Linked DNA regions of Mus musculus: all the other regions are linked to region 1. Evidence: chromatin contacts called from public Hi-C and promoter capture Hi-C data. All regions are on one chromosome and are shown on one strand. The core of a region is the stretch at or near the end of the contact, and the rest is flanking DNA. Distances in the headings are between cores, read along the strand shown.

What was found. Promoter capture Hi-C pulls out the DNA fragments that hold promoters and counts their contacts. A called contact is a pair of places that touch in the nucleus more often than the background predicts.
Region 2: a contact with region 1 is called in a promoter capture Hi-C map of pre-B cells, with 9 times the contacts expected there. The contact joins the promoter of Ttc14 here to the promoter of Rpl22l1 in region 1. A contact is called at or near these places in 1 of 39 promoter capture datasets (pre-B cells) and 1 of 484 Hi-C or Micro-C datasets (pre-B cells).
Region 3: a contact with region 1 is called in a promoter capture Hi-C map of pre-B cells. The contact joins the promoter of Ndufb5 here to the promoter of Rpl22l1 in region 1. A contact is called at or near these places in 1 of 39 promoter capture datasets (pre-B cells) and 1 of 484 Hi-C or Micro-C datasets (CD4 T cells).
Region 4: a contact with region 1 is called in a Hi-C map of muscle stem cells, with 3 times the contacts expected there. The contact joins the promoter of Mfn1 here to the promoter of Rpl22l1 in region 1. A contact is called at or near these places in 1 of 39 promoter capture datasets (pre-B cells) and 1 of 484 Hi-C or Micro-C datasets (muscle stem cells).
Region 5: a promoter capture Hi-C map of liver shows a contact between it and region 1, with 3 times the contacts expected there. The contact joins the promoter of Zfp639 here to the promoter of Rpl22l1 in region 1. A contact is called at or near these places in 2 of 39 promoter capture datasets (liver and pre-B cells) and 1 of 484 Hi-C or Micro-C datasets (CD8 T cells).

Annotation. Positions count from the first base shown.
Region 1 is chr3:28,804,207-28,806,883 of GRCm38.p6, forward strand. Rpl22l1 (ribosomal protein L22 like 1) reads left to right here and starts at 1,302. Exons shown (of 4, transcript NM_001347226.2): 1 at 1,302-1,337; 2 at 2,297-2,386; 3 at 2,531-2,652. The coding sequence starts at 1,329. It overlaps Gm32950 (predicted gene, 32950), which reads right to left and starts at 1,145. Exons shown (of 3, transcript NR_166194.1): 1 at 1,056-1,145.
Region 2 is chr3:33,798,808-33,801,484 of GRCm38.p6, forward strand. It overlaps Ttc14 (tetratricopeptide repeat domain 14), which reads left to right and starts at 1,376. Exons shown (of 12, transcript NM_027619.4): 1 at 1,376-1,629; 2 at 2,149-2,273; 3 at 2,384-2,583. The coding sequence starts at 1,472.
Region 3 is chr3:32,735,717-32,738,393 of GRCm38.p6, forward strand. It overlaps Ndufb5 (NADH:ubiquinone oxidoreductase subunit B5), which reads left to right and starts at 1,347. Exons shown (of 6, transcript NM_025316.2): 1 at 1,347-1,489. The coding sequence starts at 1,366. It overlaps Mrpl47 (mitochondrial ribosomal protein L47), which reads right to left and starts at 1,039. Exons shown (of 7, transcript NM_029017.2): 1 at 926-1,039. The coding sequence starts at 1,023.
Region 4 is chr3:32,528,144-32,530,820 of GRCm38.p6, forward strand. Mfn1 (mitofusin 1) reads left to right here and starts at 1,339. Exons shown (of 18, transcript NM_024200.4): 1 at 1,339-1,552.
Region 5 is chr3:32,509,239-32,511,915 of GRCm38.p6, forward strand. Zfp639 (zinc finger protein 639) reads left to right here and starts at 1,354. Exons shown (of 7, transcript NM_144519.4): 1 at 1,354-1,494.

The sequences.
Region 1 (2,677 bases), core at 52-2,551:
CCCTGGGGCCTCCCCTTGAGCTGGATCCCACTTTGGGTCTGTAGCTGGACCTTCTTTTCCTCAGGCTCCTCTCCATTTCCATCCAGGTAATTCTTTCAGACAGGAACAATTATGGGTCAGAGGTGTGACTGTGGGATGGCAACCCCATCCCTCACTTGTTGTCCTGTATTCCTGCTGGAGGTGGGCTCTAAAAGTTCCTCTCCCTACTGTAGGGTGTTTCATCTAAGGTTCCTCCCTTTGAGTCCTGGGAGTCTCTCATCTCCTTTAAATAATTGGCTTAAGTGGTTATTGTTATGACACAGAAAGTTGCCAAAGATAAGCAAAACAAAAATTTTAAATGTCAATTAATGGCCTATTTTCAAAATATCTAATGATCATTTTGATCTGCAGAACAGGAAGCCCTTTAGGAAGAAATGTCAACCCTGGCCCCTGCCTGAACATTTGGAACGAAAAGTTTTTGTGATTCTTAAGGCAAAAAGATTTTAAAATTTAATGAAATTGATTTCTTCTAAAACCTCAGCACCACTAGCACCATACCCTACACTGTATTAACGCCTATTACCGATCGCTTGGATAGAACACAACTCTTACATTCTAGGGCCTTTTCCAAATCAACAACTAAAGTCCATCCCATCTCCTGTCCCTAAATACTAGAGTTTCACACTAACAGAAACGTATACTACTGAACACCAACAGCCTCACCACTTTTCTGACCTGGCGTCAATTACAACCGCTCAAAATTCAAATGCTTTTTTACTTTCTGTCATCAAGGTACGTCCATCCTAGTGTACTTTGTAAACATTGATAGTTAGGTTTCAGCAGATTGTGAGTCAGTAAGTAGAAAGTACAATAAATTATGCCTATCCAATAAACCCAAAGTGTACTCAACTTGTTCTTCTCAGAAGGACATCCTCTACCTTAAAAGCTAGGCAAAGCATAGAACTTTTTCTCTGGAGGACTATAATCGCAACATAATAGAGACGATCATAAAGCAACATTGAGAGTCTGCCTTGCCCTGAATTATAACAGATAACTCCTGCATCCCTTGAACTTACTCCACTCTGGTTTGTAAGTTTGCAAAGTCCACAGCCAGAGCAGAGAATCAGTCGGCTCCGGCTTCCCACTCGAAGACGCAGGCGGAAACCAAACGCCAGGGCATCCCCGCCCCCCAACGCCACGCCTCCGTTTCCTAGGTGACTGCCAAGCACTCCGTGCATATCCGGTTCCGAGTTGCGTATTTCGCACGCTCTGCGTATGACGCAGCACGTTTTTATATAAAAGCGTGCGTGCGGCGCAAGCCCGTTCTCTTCCCACGGCTGCAGCTCAACATGGCGCCGGTGAGTGCGCGCGCGTGTGCGGGGCTCGGGTATTACAGGTAGCTATTGCGTCTAGCGAGCGGGAGCGCCGCAGGAGAGAAGGCGGTGGGAAGAGAGTCGGCCTGGCGGCTCGACTGGGACGATAGAATCCGGGTTGCGGAGCCGTCCGTGAGTGCCGTGCGGCCTGCGCGGCGGGAGCCGGGCCCGCGACTAGCTTAGTATCGGCGGGCGCGGTCGGTCTCTGGGCCTCTGGGTTTCTCCATGGCCTGTGGTCACCCTGTCAACGGAAGAGAGCCTAAGTGGCCAGGTCCGCGGTTGCAATGACGTTAGCAGTTTGAAGAGCGTGGTTTAAACATTTGGAAAGTCACTATAACCAAAATTGTTAAAAATAAGGTTGCTGAGTAAGGATTCAAAACTGAGTGACGTCTGATGGCCCCATCGGGACTGCCTGTTCACTGCACGGCAGTGAGCGAGTCCACCCCGTCATTCACTCAAATGCCAGTTCCGGGTTTGCGATAATTGGAGGGTGGTGAAGGTATTATTAATTGGTAGCCATTTAGGTGACTCTGTTTGGACCAATTACAATAAAGCATAAAGAGACCCATTACCCTAAAAATGGTGTTTTAAGTTCAGATAAAACTTGAAAAGCACCCAGGTGGGTGTTTTAATTTGAAATTGGAAATAACATCAGTTACAGTAGGAAGCAGTTCTTCATAATCAAGCAAGATTTCTCTACTAAAATAAGCTTACACTTGGAAGGTACTTAACTGGAAATGATGACGTTTCATGGGAATTGAAACATTGGTTTAAACCAAGCTAATGAGTAACCTTTACATAGAGCACAGGCTCCTTCAGGTGTTGGTCAAGTCTGTGTATAACCCATTATACCAGATGTATGCTGAGTTGGTAATTTTTTTCTTGGGAATTCAGTGTCTAAGCTGAATAAACTGCTTTAATGGCATCATAATTATGTCTAGCAGAAAGACAAGAAGCCTAAGAAGTCCACCTGGAGGTTTCATTTGGACCTTACTCATCCAGTAGAAGATGGAATTTTTGACTCTGGAAATTTTGTAAGTGTCTTACTGTGATTGCATAGTTGTTGGCATTTAAATGTAGTACTTGATATTAACCTAAGCTGTGCTCCTAGGGTACCTTCCCTAGTGACCATCTAGGGTTTCCTTCCCTAGTTTTGCATTCTTTCTGTTTGAAAATAGGAACAGTTTCTACGGGAGAAGGTTAAAGTCAATGGAAAAACTGGAAATCTTGGCAATGTTGTTCACATTGAACGCCTGAAGAATAAAATCACAGTTGTTTCTGAGAAACAGTTCTCCAAAAGGTCTGTTCTTCTGTTTTTACGTTGT
Region 2 (2,677 bases), core at 126-2,625, 5.0 Mb after region 1:
TTTCATCTTTAGAGTCTAGTGTTTGTTACAGGATATACATATGTGTTTACTATTTTTTGTTTGTTTTTTGGTTTTTGTTTGTTTGTTTGGTTGGTTGGTTGGTTTTTCGAGACAGGGTTTCTCCGTGTAGCCCTGGCTATCCTGGAACTCACTCTGTAGACCAGGCTGGCCTGGAACTCAGAAATCCACCTGCCTCTGCCTCCCAAGTGCTGGGATTAAAGGCGTGCACCACCACGCCCGGCTTATGTGTTTACTTTTAAGATGAAATTTGAAATCACAGTAAAAGTAGGGTTAGAAACCAAGCAGTGAAAATCTGTTTGGAATATTCTGCTTTCTTCATTTCCTTCACCATTTTCGTACCCTGTACCACCCCCTCCCAACAGTTCATTAAACTATTCATATTTCTTTAAAGTTTCTTGGAGAGTTTTTAAGTTAAAAAAAATGTAGGTGGGGTTGTAGCTCAGTGGTAGAGAGAATCCTTGGCTAGCATGCTGAAAACCCAAGCACTAACCAACTCCCTCACTTTCCATTGTACCCCCTCTGGTCTGGTCAACTATCCAGTGTCCTGTCCCTTTCAAAAATCACGTATTTGTCACGAAAGAAAATGAATTCGAAACCCCTGTAACTGGAAAACAAACAAACAAACAAAACAAACAAAAAAACAAACAAAAAACAAACAAACAAACAAAAGCCCTGATGGTATGGGTGTGGTGCCCAGGTGTAGAACAAAGTTGTGTGGGGTTATGGGTTACACTCGGTGTAGAGCTAGCACTGAAGTGTAGCCAGCAAACGCTGGCCAGTTTTAAGTAAGCCACCTAAAGCACTCGGTACCAGTGTGTACCAGGCAGCCCACAGATATCACCCTAGTAGTAGGCAGCTTATCCTAAAACTCCTACAAAGCCACGCCAGAACAGAGCATGCGCGCTGCGCTTTAAAGCTCTCCGGGCTGGTGACAGCCACATCCCTCTAAAAGGCAGCGAGAAACAAGGTGGACACGCCTCCAGCCGCCGCCAAGTCAACTGTAGGTCCTTGTCTGTCTGCCCCACGTCGGTCTAGCAGGCAGCTTTCCTGCGACCGCCACCTTGAGGCAATCCTGAGGGGACGCGGGCGCCGCCCCGGGCAGACAGGACTGAGGAAACTTCCTCCGCGGCCGCCCAGCCACCCTTGCACCGCTGAACTCGGCAGCACCCGGTGAAAAAGAGACCGGAGCTCTGGCCTTGGCGACCTAGGAACCACACAGCCCGACGTACGTGCTAAGCTCAGGCGTCCCCACACGTCACACCTCCAGCCTTACTCCGCCCTCGGCGCCAGACCCGCTTCGCGCTTCCTGCGGGTTCCCGTAGTCCCGCCAGGTCTCGCGAGACTGAGGCAGCTCGCCGCCGCGAGCGCTTCCGGGAGGTTAGCGCGTCCGGGCAGCTTCCCTCGGCTTGCGGGAGCGCGGGCTCGGACGCCGGAGCCTGGCGGGCTCGCCATGGACCGCGACTTGCTGCGGCAGTCGCTGGGCTGCCACGGCCCGGCCCTGCTGTCGCTGCTGCGGAGTGAACAGCAGGACAACCCGCACTTCCGGAGCCTGCTGGGCACGGCGGCCGAGCCAGCCCGCGGCGCGGCGCCTCCTCCGGGAGCCGGCAGGTATCGGGGCCGTGACCCGGGCCGGGGCGCGGGGCGGACAGGAGGGACCGAGCCCCGGGGTGTGTGACCAGGCACTGGCTCCGGGCTGAATGGCCGGGATGCGCCTTCCGAGCCGCCGCCAAAGCTTCCCTGCTCCCGTTTCCAGAGAGAACGGGCTTAAAACTTCTTCCGGAACTCAGTGGGTAAAGTCACTTTCCATCGAGCGGCCTGACCTGACCGATTCCCAGGCTTCGCAAGGGTAGGCGAGAACCAATCCCAGCCTTGTCCTATGATCCCCCAGTTGCACACGGTGGCACATGGACGCCACATCACAGCACTAAATAAATGCATACTGAAAAGCTAAAATAAATAAAACTTCCCCTGGAGACACTAAGCAGGGTTGGGTGATGAAAACTGCCGTACACGAGTTTGGATGTATGAGAGCGTGGATCAGTGAAAAAAAAAAAAAAAAATATATATATATATATATATATATATATATATATATATGTACATGTATATAGTCACCTTTCTTTTAAGGAAAGAGAAGAGAGTTGACAACATTGAAATACAAAAATTCATCTCTAAAAAAGCGGATCTGCTTTTTGCACTGTCTTGGAAATCAGACGCATCTCCACCCTCTGAAGTGCATGACGACAATGACAGTAAGTTTAGTCTGAGAAGCTTTTCAAGATTTACTGGTTAGTTTAAAGCATTTTATCAAAGGAGAAGGAAGTCAGAATGATCGTGGTGATTTGGTTTTATTTTATTCCAGATCTTTATGCGGTCATGCCACCCTTAGAGCAGTTCATGGAGATGCCAAGCATGGACCGGAGAGAGCTCTTCTTCCGAGATATTGAACGTGGTGATATAGTGATTGGAAGAATTAGCTCTATTCGGGAGTTTGGTTTTTTCATGGTGTTGATCTGTTTAGGAAGTGGCATCGTGAGAGATATTTCGCACTTAGAAATCACAGTAAGTCACTCTACACTCATCCCATGCAAAAATTATGTGCTTATCCAAGTCTGTTTACATTTACCTGGTAGGATATTGGGGGGGGAGGGTTAAA
Region 3 (2,677 bases), core at 97-2,596, 3.9 Mb after region 1:
CAGGGATCTTGAAAAATGTGACAACTGTCAATGACTGGCTACTATGGGTTAAGGGTATATTTTGACTATTACTCTAATAATGTTTCTGTTGTCCTGGGGAAATGATGGAAAATCAAGTGTATACCTGCAACATTAAAAAAGAAACGGCAATGTGTTCTATGAATGCATAACTGGTTTTACTGTCTTCAAAATATTTTGCCTCTTTTCTGAGTGATAGGTATTCATTTTTTACAAAACACACACACACACACACACACACACACATACTGAAATAATTTCATTAACAAATTTAAGGTTTATGTATCTGAATGTTTTCCCTGCATATATGTGCACCATGTGTGTGCCTGATACCGTCAGAGGTCAAGGAAGGCATCAGATCAAGATAATGGAAGACGAAATCATTTATTCAAGTTTGCCACCCTGATCAAATTACAACTCTGCAAGGTTTTAAAAAGCTAATTTGCAAAGTTAGTGTAATAATATAGAAGAGACTGCTTCCTTCAATTAATCTGCTCTCTACTATTTCTAAAACTCGGCTCCCTGTTGGCAAGTGTCAGTGAAGAGTAAGCTGTCATTCTCACACTCGCAGACGCAGCTTCTGTTGCCGTAGCTACGCTCATCACTTAACATCTGCCGGACAATCTGTGTACAAAGACGCCGAGGGAAGCCTTCCGTTCACAGCTCAGGACTCCTCGGAAACCTCCCTCCCAACCGACCCAGCCCCAGGACACTGCGAGTCCGAGGAAGCACCGAGCAGCGGATGCTCCCACCGCCCGCGGCGACAGAACGCAGGAGGACTAGTGCGCCAGGATAGGCGACTGCAAGGTCACGCTCTCTGCCTCCGCGGTGGCCTGTCTAGAGCTCTGTTGCATCCTGCAAGAAGCGCCCAAAGGCGGAGGCAGTCATTTCTTCTCTCACCACTTACCCCGAGTGAGCAGCGTCCTTGGGATTTACTAGGGAACAAGCTGCCTTCAGGAACGCTGAGGCTCTTCTACAAATACCCACTAGACTGGTCGCAGCCATGTTTCTAATGGAGACCCACAGTGTCGGTGTCCACGAGGTCACTTCCGCTGGCGGCGTGAGGCAAGTGAAGCAAACAGGAACAGGCTTTGCCCTTACTAAACATGGCCGCTCCCACGGCTCTCGCTTCAATCTCCCAAGTCTGCCATAGAGTTTACAGGGCTCTCTTTGGGCGCCCCACCTACAATGTCGTCACTTTTGTCCGCCAGCGCCTGCCTGTGAAGCTCGCAGGAACGGGCCGCTGCCCTCACTCAATATGGCCTCCTCTAGCGTTCGCCCTCACTGGTGGATTGTCCCTCCCGGCTCCCTTAGCCCTCCCCACTTCCTTCCGTGGCCGGTGTAGCCATGGCGGCCATGAGCCTGCTGCAGCGGGCTTCGGTCTCCGCGCTGACAGCGCTGTCTTGCCGCCGCGCTGGTCCTAGACTCGGAGTCGGAAGTTTTCTCACGCGGAGCTTTCCGAAGACTGTCGGTGGGTGGCGGCCTCGGAGACGCGGGTGAGAGGTGGGAGGGCTGTTTCCAGGTGACCTTGGGGACCTCCGAGGGAGAGAGCGGGGACAAAGTCGGCCTGGGGCTCTCGTGTGAAGAGCTGCTGCAGATCGGATGGCCTTGTTTAAGCTCAGCGTTTGCGAAGCGCCTTGCCACGCCATGCTGGGCGCTGCTCCCTCGCTGCCAGGCTAGGCAGGCATGGAGCTGCTGCCCGCGTCTCCAAGGGCAACTGCACACACTTCGTTGTTGAGACAGGGTCTCGGGGATCCGAGGCTGCACTTGTCCCGGCTCCCGAGGGCTGGGATTGCAGGCTTGCACTGCGTCGCTGGGCTCAGGGCAGAATCAGGGTGCGTGGCACCTGCAGCTGGTTCCAACCCGCAGATAGGAAGTTGCTGAGAAGCGCACTGAAGTGAAGGCTGTCATGGTGTTCCTAGGCACGAGTGTAAAAAGGCTCCAGGTGACAGGCCCGTTAGGCACGGTAATAACTGTGTCCGTGGACCTCACAACATCATAGAAGGCCACGAAAATATTTTATGTTTGTTTTTTTTTTTAAAAGACTAGTGCGAGTGAATGTGTAAAGTTGGGTTCAGCCCAGATTGTATCTGCTGTATGTTAATGCAGTCATGCTTTTCATATGACCTGCGGGTCGCGACCCCTTCATAGGGGTCACCTAAGACCGTAGGAAAACACAGATGTTCACATTGTGACCCATAACAGTAGCAAGATTACAGTTATGGAGTAGCAGTGAAAATAATTTTATAGTTGGAGGTCACAACACAAAGAACTGCATTAAAGGGTTGCAGCATTAGGAAGGTTGAGAACCACTGTTCTCTTAGAAAGGAGCCTAAGAGGGGTAAAGAGCTCAGGTCTCAGGACAGTCATAGAGAGGGCCTTGGTTAGAGATATACAATTTGCCTTGTCTAATATAGAGAAAGACACACACACAAATTGCCCTAAAGCCTATTATATTGAGGCAGTATGCATAGGGACCTTCTGGAACATGCTGGAAAGGATCAGTGCATTTAAAATACCCAGCAGGAATTTACACTGAAGGCAGACTCCATGTGCTGACACTTCTTGGTCATATCCTTTTGACATCACTTTTTTATTGTAAATATCCTCAGATACACAAGTAGAGATCCCTTGAACCCTTCCCCAGAAGTGCTGACTG
Region 4 (2,677 bases), core at 89-2,588, 3.7 Mb after region 1:
CTGTCTCCAAAAAACAACCCAAAACAAAAATCTTCAAATTTAGGCAGAGTGAGAGCACAGATCTGAATTCTAGCACTTGGGAGGCTGTGACAGCGGGTTTGTGAGTTCTTTTTGTTGTTGTTTTGTTTTGTTTTGTTTTTTGTTGTTGTTTGTTTGTTTGTTTGTTTTTTTTGGAGACAGGGTTTCTCTGTATAGCTCTGGTTGTCTTGGAACTCACTTTGTAGATCAGGCTGGCCTCAAACTCAGAAATCTGCCTGTCTCTGCCTCTCGAGTGCTGGGATTAAAGGTGTGTGCCACCACGCCCAGCTCATGCTTGTTTTTTTAACTCATCCATTTTAGCACTGTCCTTCCTATGTGTCTTGGACAGTTTTTCTCCAGATATTCCCAGTAACAGTCCTGAAATGACCTGAGAAATGACATCCTTTCAGAAAACACATACCTCTTTGGCTCCACCTTGCTCATTTTTCTTCACTCTATCCTCTTGTCCTGATCTCCCCCCCCCCCCATAATAGCAGTCATAGTCTGAAATGATCTCATTCACTGTATTTATCCAACTTTTTTATCCAACTTTTATTTTTATTTATCCAACTTTTGCAGGTGCCCATCAATGTTTTAAGCACTTTACACCCTAACCCATTTACTTTCCCACAATTCATGAAGTAGGCATTTTTAGTATTTTATAGATGAGGTAGCTGCCATTCATATGGATAAAGGGGCTTCCCTGGCAAAAGCATCTCATTTGCTAACTCTGTAAAGAACCTCTCAGGACACATGCTGTGAAACCTCTCTTGGAAGGTGGAACATGTAGAGTCCTTGGGCTTCACCCTCGATCAATCAATCAATGGTTTAACAAGATTCCCAGGTGATTCCTAACAAAGTTTAAATCATGAACAATTAATTTTCTTGAGTAATACCTCTTACAGTAAGTAGACACACACAGCTCACTCCAGTAACCCCAGAAAACCAATCAAGACCAGAGCAATTGGAAAAGTCAAAGTTTTGACGACCCCCCCCCCCCCCCCCGCATGATAAACATCTATGTGGTTTTGGGGTACTTCTCCCCCTACACCCTCAGATAACCATGGACATCTTTTCACACTTGGCGCCTTTGAGCTTTGAAAACTCTGAAGGGAAAAACCAAGGGGAGGAGTTGGAAGGTGGAACAGAAAACAGCCCAGTGGTTAATAAGAACTCCTGCCCAAAACAAACCTCGCCTTCAGCCCTGAAGGAAAATGGCGCCCGCAATATATGCAGTTCTGGTCTCGAAGCGTCAGCCAATAGGAGATCCGAAGCGCCGGAAGTAGCCGCCCCTAGCCCCTCCTCTGGGCACCTCCCCTCTTTCGGGAGGATGAGACAGCCAGGGGGCTGTGGCGGAGCTGTGGTTGCTGGGTGACAGTGGGGAGCAGGGACGGAGTGAGTGTCCGCTGGCGGGTGGCGACGTCCGGGGTGACCTTCGAGCTCCGGACCGGCGCAGCGCGAGCGCCCTGACGGGCCGGGGCGGCGGGCCGGGCAAGGGCGACGGGCGGCCAGCCTGAGGGAAGGCCCTGTCCAGGTAGGAATCCACCCGGCTGGGCAGGCTCTCGGCCCACGCGGCTTCCTCTCCCCACGCACCTCCTCCGCGCCGTCAGTTCAGGATTCCGGAGGGAGCCACCCTCCTGGTGGCCACGGCGCTTCTTTTCACGCACACCAGCGTTAGCGTGTGCTTGTCTTTGGTGGCTTTTCATAGGAGCTTCCAGGTAGAACGTCTTTTACTTTAAATTCAACATTCCTTTAAGTTTGGGGACTTTGGCTTGAAGCCTTCCTTCATGCCTTCTTTAAGTCTTGACTCCGTAATTGTGACGAAAGCTGCTACCTTCTTGGTGTCTGTACTGCATTAAGACTTGGGCATTCTTTTATTTTCTTCGCTAACTGGGAAACTTAGTTTAGCTAAACTAGTTTCATCTTCACTCGAGGAAAATAAATTAGGGATTACAACCAAGATTTTTGTTACTAGCTTTTACCGATTTTACATTTATTTACATATCTACTCTTCCAGGATTGAAGATTGAGCCCCTCCCAGGTCTCCCATGCTAGGCAAATGCCATTGTATCCCTAAACCGGTTTCTAAACTGAGTGTCACTGAGAGACCCAGGCAAGCCTTGATCTCACTCTGTTGCCTCTTGTAGACTTGAATTTTCAGCTTTTCCTGTGTGACACTCCTGAGTAACTGAATTACAGGTAACATGACAGGAGGCAAATTTCTCTTTTTTTAATGGGAGATCACTCGAGAGTAATCTTTGGTTTCTGACTAACATGGTTTCTGTAAATAAATAAATAATACTAAAAAGTATTTTATCTATTTGGCCAGGTTAATTTTTTGCTATTAGGAAATTGAGGCATGAACTAGCAGGTATCAGACTAAGCATGATTTTAAATGTTTGCTCTGTTTTTAGATTTTTTAATGTGTATGTTTTTCTTCCATATACGGATGCATGTTTCACCACAGTTTCTGCGCAGTGCCCTTGAGGTCAGAATAGGGCATAAGATCCCCTGGAACTGGAGTTACAGGTGGTTGTGAGCTACCAATTTAAGTCCTTCTGAAGAGCAACAAGTGTTTTAAAGCACTGAGACATCTGCCTAGCCCTGGAGGCATGCACATTTCATTTCTTCTTTCTTCTTCTTCTTCTTCTTCTTCTTC
Region 5 (2,677 bases), core at 104-2,603, 3.7 Mb after region 1:
ACACGAACCGTGGCTGGGACTTTGCAAGTGACTTTGGATATAAGTTACCCCACTCGATTTAGCTATTCACGTACAATTAGTTGAACCTTAAGGGCTTTAGTTACAAAACCGAGAAACACTCACAAATTGTACTGAAACCTCTTTAACTCTCACCCAGATTAGGGGGTTGGGGTGGGGCAGCTCAGTGGATGAGAGCTAGGATTATATTTAAAAATGTTTTAAAATATATATATTTTATTTTTATCTGTATGAGTGTTTTGCCTGAATGTATGTCTGTGCACCACTTGTGTTCCTGGCGCCCATGGAAGCCAGAAGGCTTCAGGCGACCTAGAACTGGATTTACACGTGAGCTCAGACGTGAACCTCATTGTGGGTGTTGGGAATAAAACCTGAATCCCCTAGTGGAAGAGCCAGTTTTCTTAACAGCTGAGCCATCTCTCCAGCCCCTGGACTCCATTCTTAACACTGAAGGAGGAGCGAGAAAGAAAACACACAGCCGCACTCTGGACTGTTGCTTGTAACGCTGAGGGCTCACACCTCAGCACTCACCCTGCCAAGCACAGACAACCACCGAAATCTACTGTCAGCCCGAGGGATAATTCAAAAACAATGTTCACAGTTATTTATGCTCATCTAATTTAATCCTTTGCTTATTGACGGTCAAGGTACGAAAAGGATTTAAATGACAGAATGCAATCCTTTGTGATAACCTCGGTTCACTCCATCAGGTCTTCTTTTTAGGATTTATTTATTTTTGTATTTAGGTGGGGGGATGGGGAGGTGTGTATGCCTGCGGAGGCTTCACATCCCTTGCTGTTGAGTTACAGTAAAGGCGTTTGTGAACTATCATGTGCATGCTTTCTCTAGAAGAGAAATAAAACTCTCTTAACTGGGGGGAGCCATTTTTTCAGCTCTCCCTTCTCTAACTCCACCTCCAATCTCCCAAGACTTCAAGAACCCAGGGTGTGGTCTGAGGACCCATCTCGAGTCACATCGCGTTTTTTCTCGGCCCTGGACTTATCTAGCCCGGATGTTGGGATTTGAGGACAACCACCATGCGTGAAACACTAATGATCCTGAAGACCCTGAGGATCGATCACTGCGGCCTTCCAGGAAACCGATGAGTGGGACAGCGCTGACCTCAGGGGGGAAGGTGGCACGGCCCGGATGTGCCCGTAGGGGACGCTAGACAGCACTGCTAGTCTCTCCTTGTCCTGCTGTTAGGCCCCGCCCTTAGCATGAAGCCACGCCCCCTCCATGCTCAGGCCACGCCCTCATCCTTAGGGTTCCCGCCCCCCGTCCCCCATCTTTACTCTCGCGGCCCGCTGTGGCGCATGCGCGGGGTGACGGGGTGAGTGCTGCTGGGCCTGGCGGGCAGGGAAGGGCAGGGCCGGGGAGGGCGCGGGCGGCTGGGCAGGGCGCGGGCGGTGGCCCGGCAGCCCCCTCCGTCCCATCATCCGGGCGTGTCTCGCCGGAGCTGCGCTGCTACGTGAGGTGAGGGCCGGCCTCCGGGGCCTGCGTGCCAAGCGAGGGCCGCGGGGCGAGCGGGGCCTGCCCGGCCCGGTGCGTGTCGGCCGCTCGGGTGGACTCGGCGGCGGGGGGGCCTATGCCGGCCTGCAGGAGGCTGCTCCCGCGGGAGACGCTGGAGTCCAGCGGGGACCCGGCCCTGAGTCCTCACGGACAGAGGCTCCCAGGAGAGGCCAATCAGACCAGCGCTCTTCGAATTCCTGTAATCTGTGACAGGGACTTGTGTAGCCTAGGCTAGCCGGAAAGGCGTGTGCCACCACGCCGGGCTTCAATTAGAACGGGAAAATTCTCTTTCTGTTTGAAAATGTACGTGCTTATTGCGTGTATGCATGCGCACGTGTGCCATGGCGCAAGTGTAGAGGTCAGAGGACAACTTTCCAAGAGGCTGTTCTTCCCACCTTGCGGGTTCCAGGGAAGACACCCAGGTCGTCTGGCTTAGCTGTAAGCGCCTTCTGAGCCCTGGAAATATTTTTTGTTTGTTTGTTTTAATGGAGGTGAAAAAATAAAGTGTTATAAACGTCTTCAAAACGCAACGACCCAGTCTCAAAAAATTCGGTGCTGGGTGCTGGAGAGAACACCCAGTTGGAGTAGGTTCATGATTGCCTCCAGATCAGACACCATCTCGGACTACACATGCGCGCGAAAACAGCCTTTTAAAAATATGTCTTGGTGCGGGGCAGTGGTGGCGCACACCTTTAAACCCAGCACTTGGGAGGCAGAGGCAGACGGATTTCTGAGTTCAAGGCCAGCCTGATCTACAGAGTGAGTTCCAGGACAGCTGGGCTACACAGAGAAACTCTGTCTCGAAAAAAACAAACAAAAAAAGTGTCTAGGCATTGTGTGAAGACATCCGAGGTTTCATGAGAAACCTTTGAAAAGGTTTGTCTATGGGAAGCACTATTAAGTGTTGTGAAGGTTCCAGGTGCCAAGATGCCTCTGTGTGGGTGATGTGTTTGTTTTGTTTTTAGGACACAAGAGACTTTATGTGTAATCTTGCCTCAGCCTCCTGAGTGCTGGGATGTCAGCTGTGAGCCACTGAGCTCTGCTGTTGATGTGGAAGAGGGCAGTTGGGCCTTTTTAAAATGGGATTTTTTTTTCTGTCTTCAATGTTATCTCAAAAAGTGGAGAGCAAGCCAGTAGTGTTGTATGC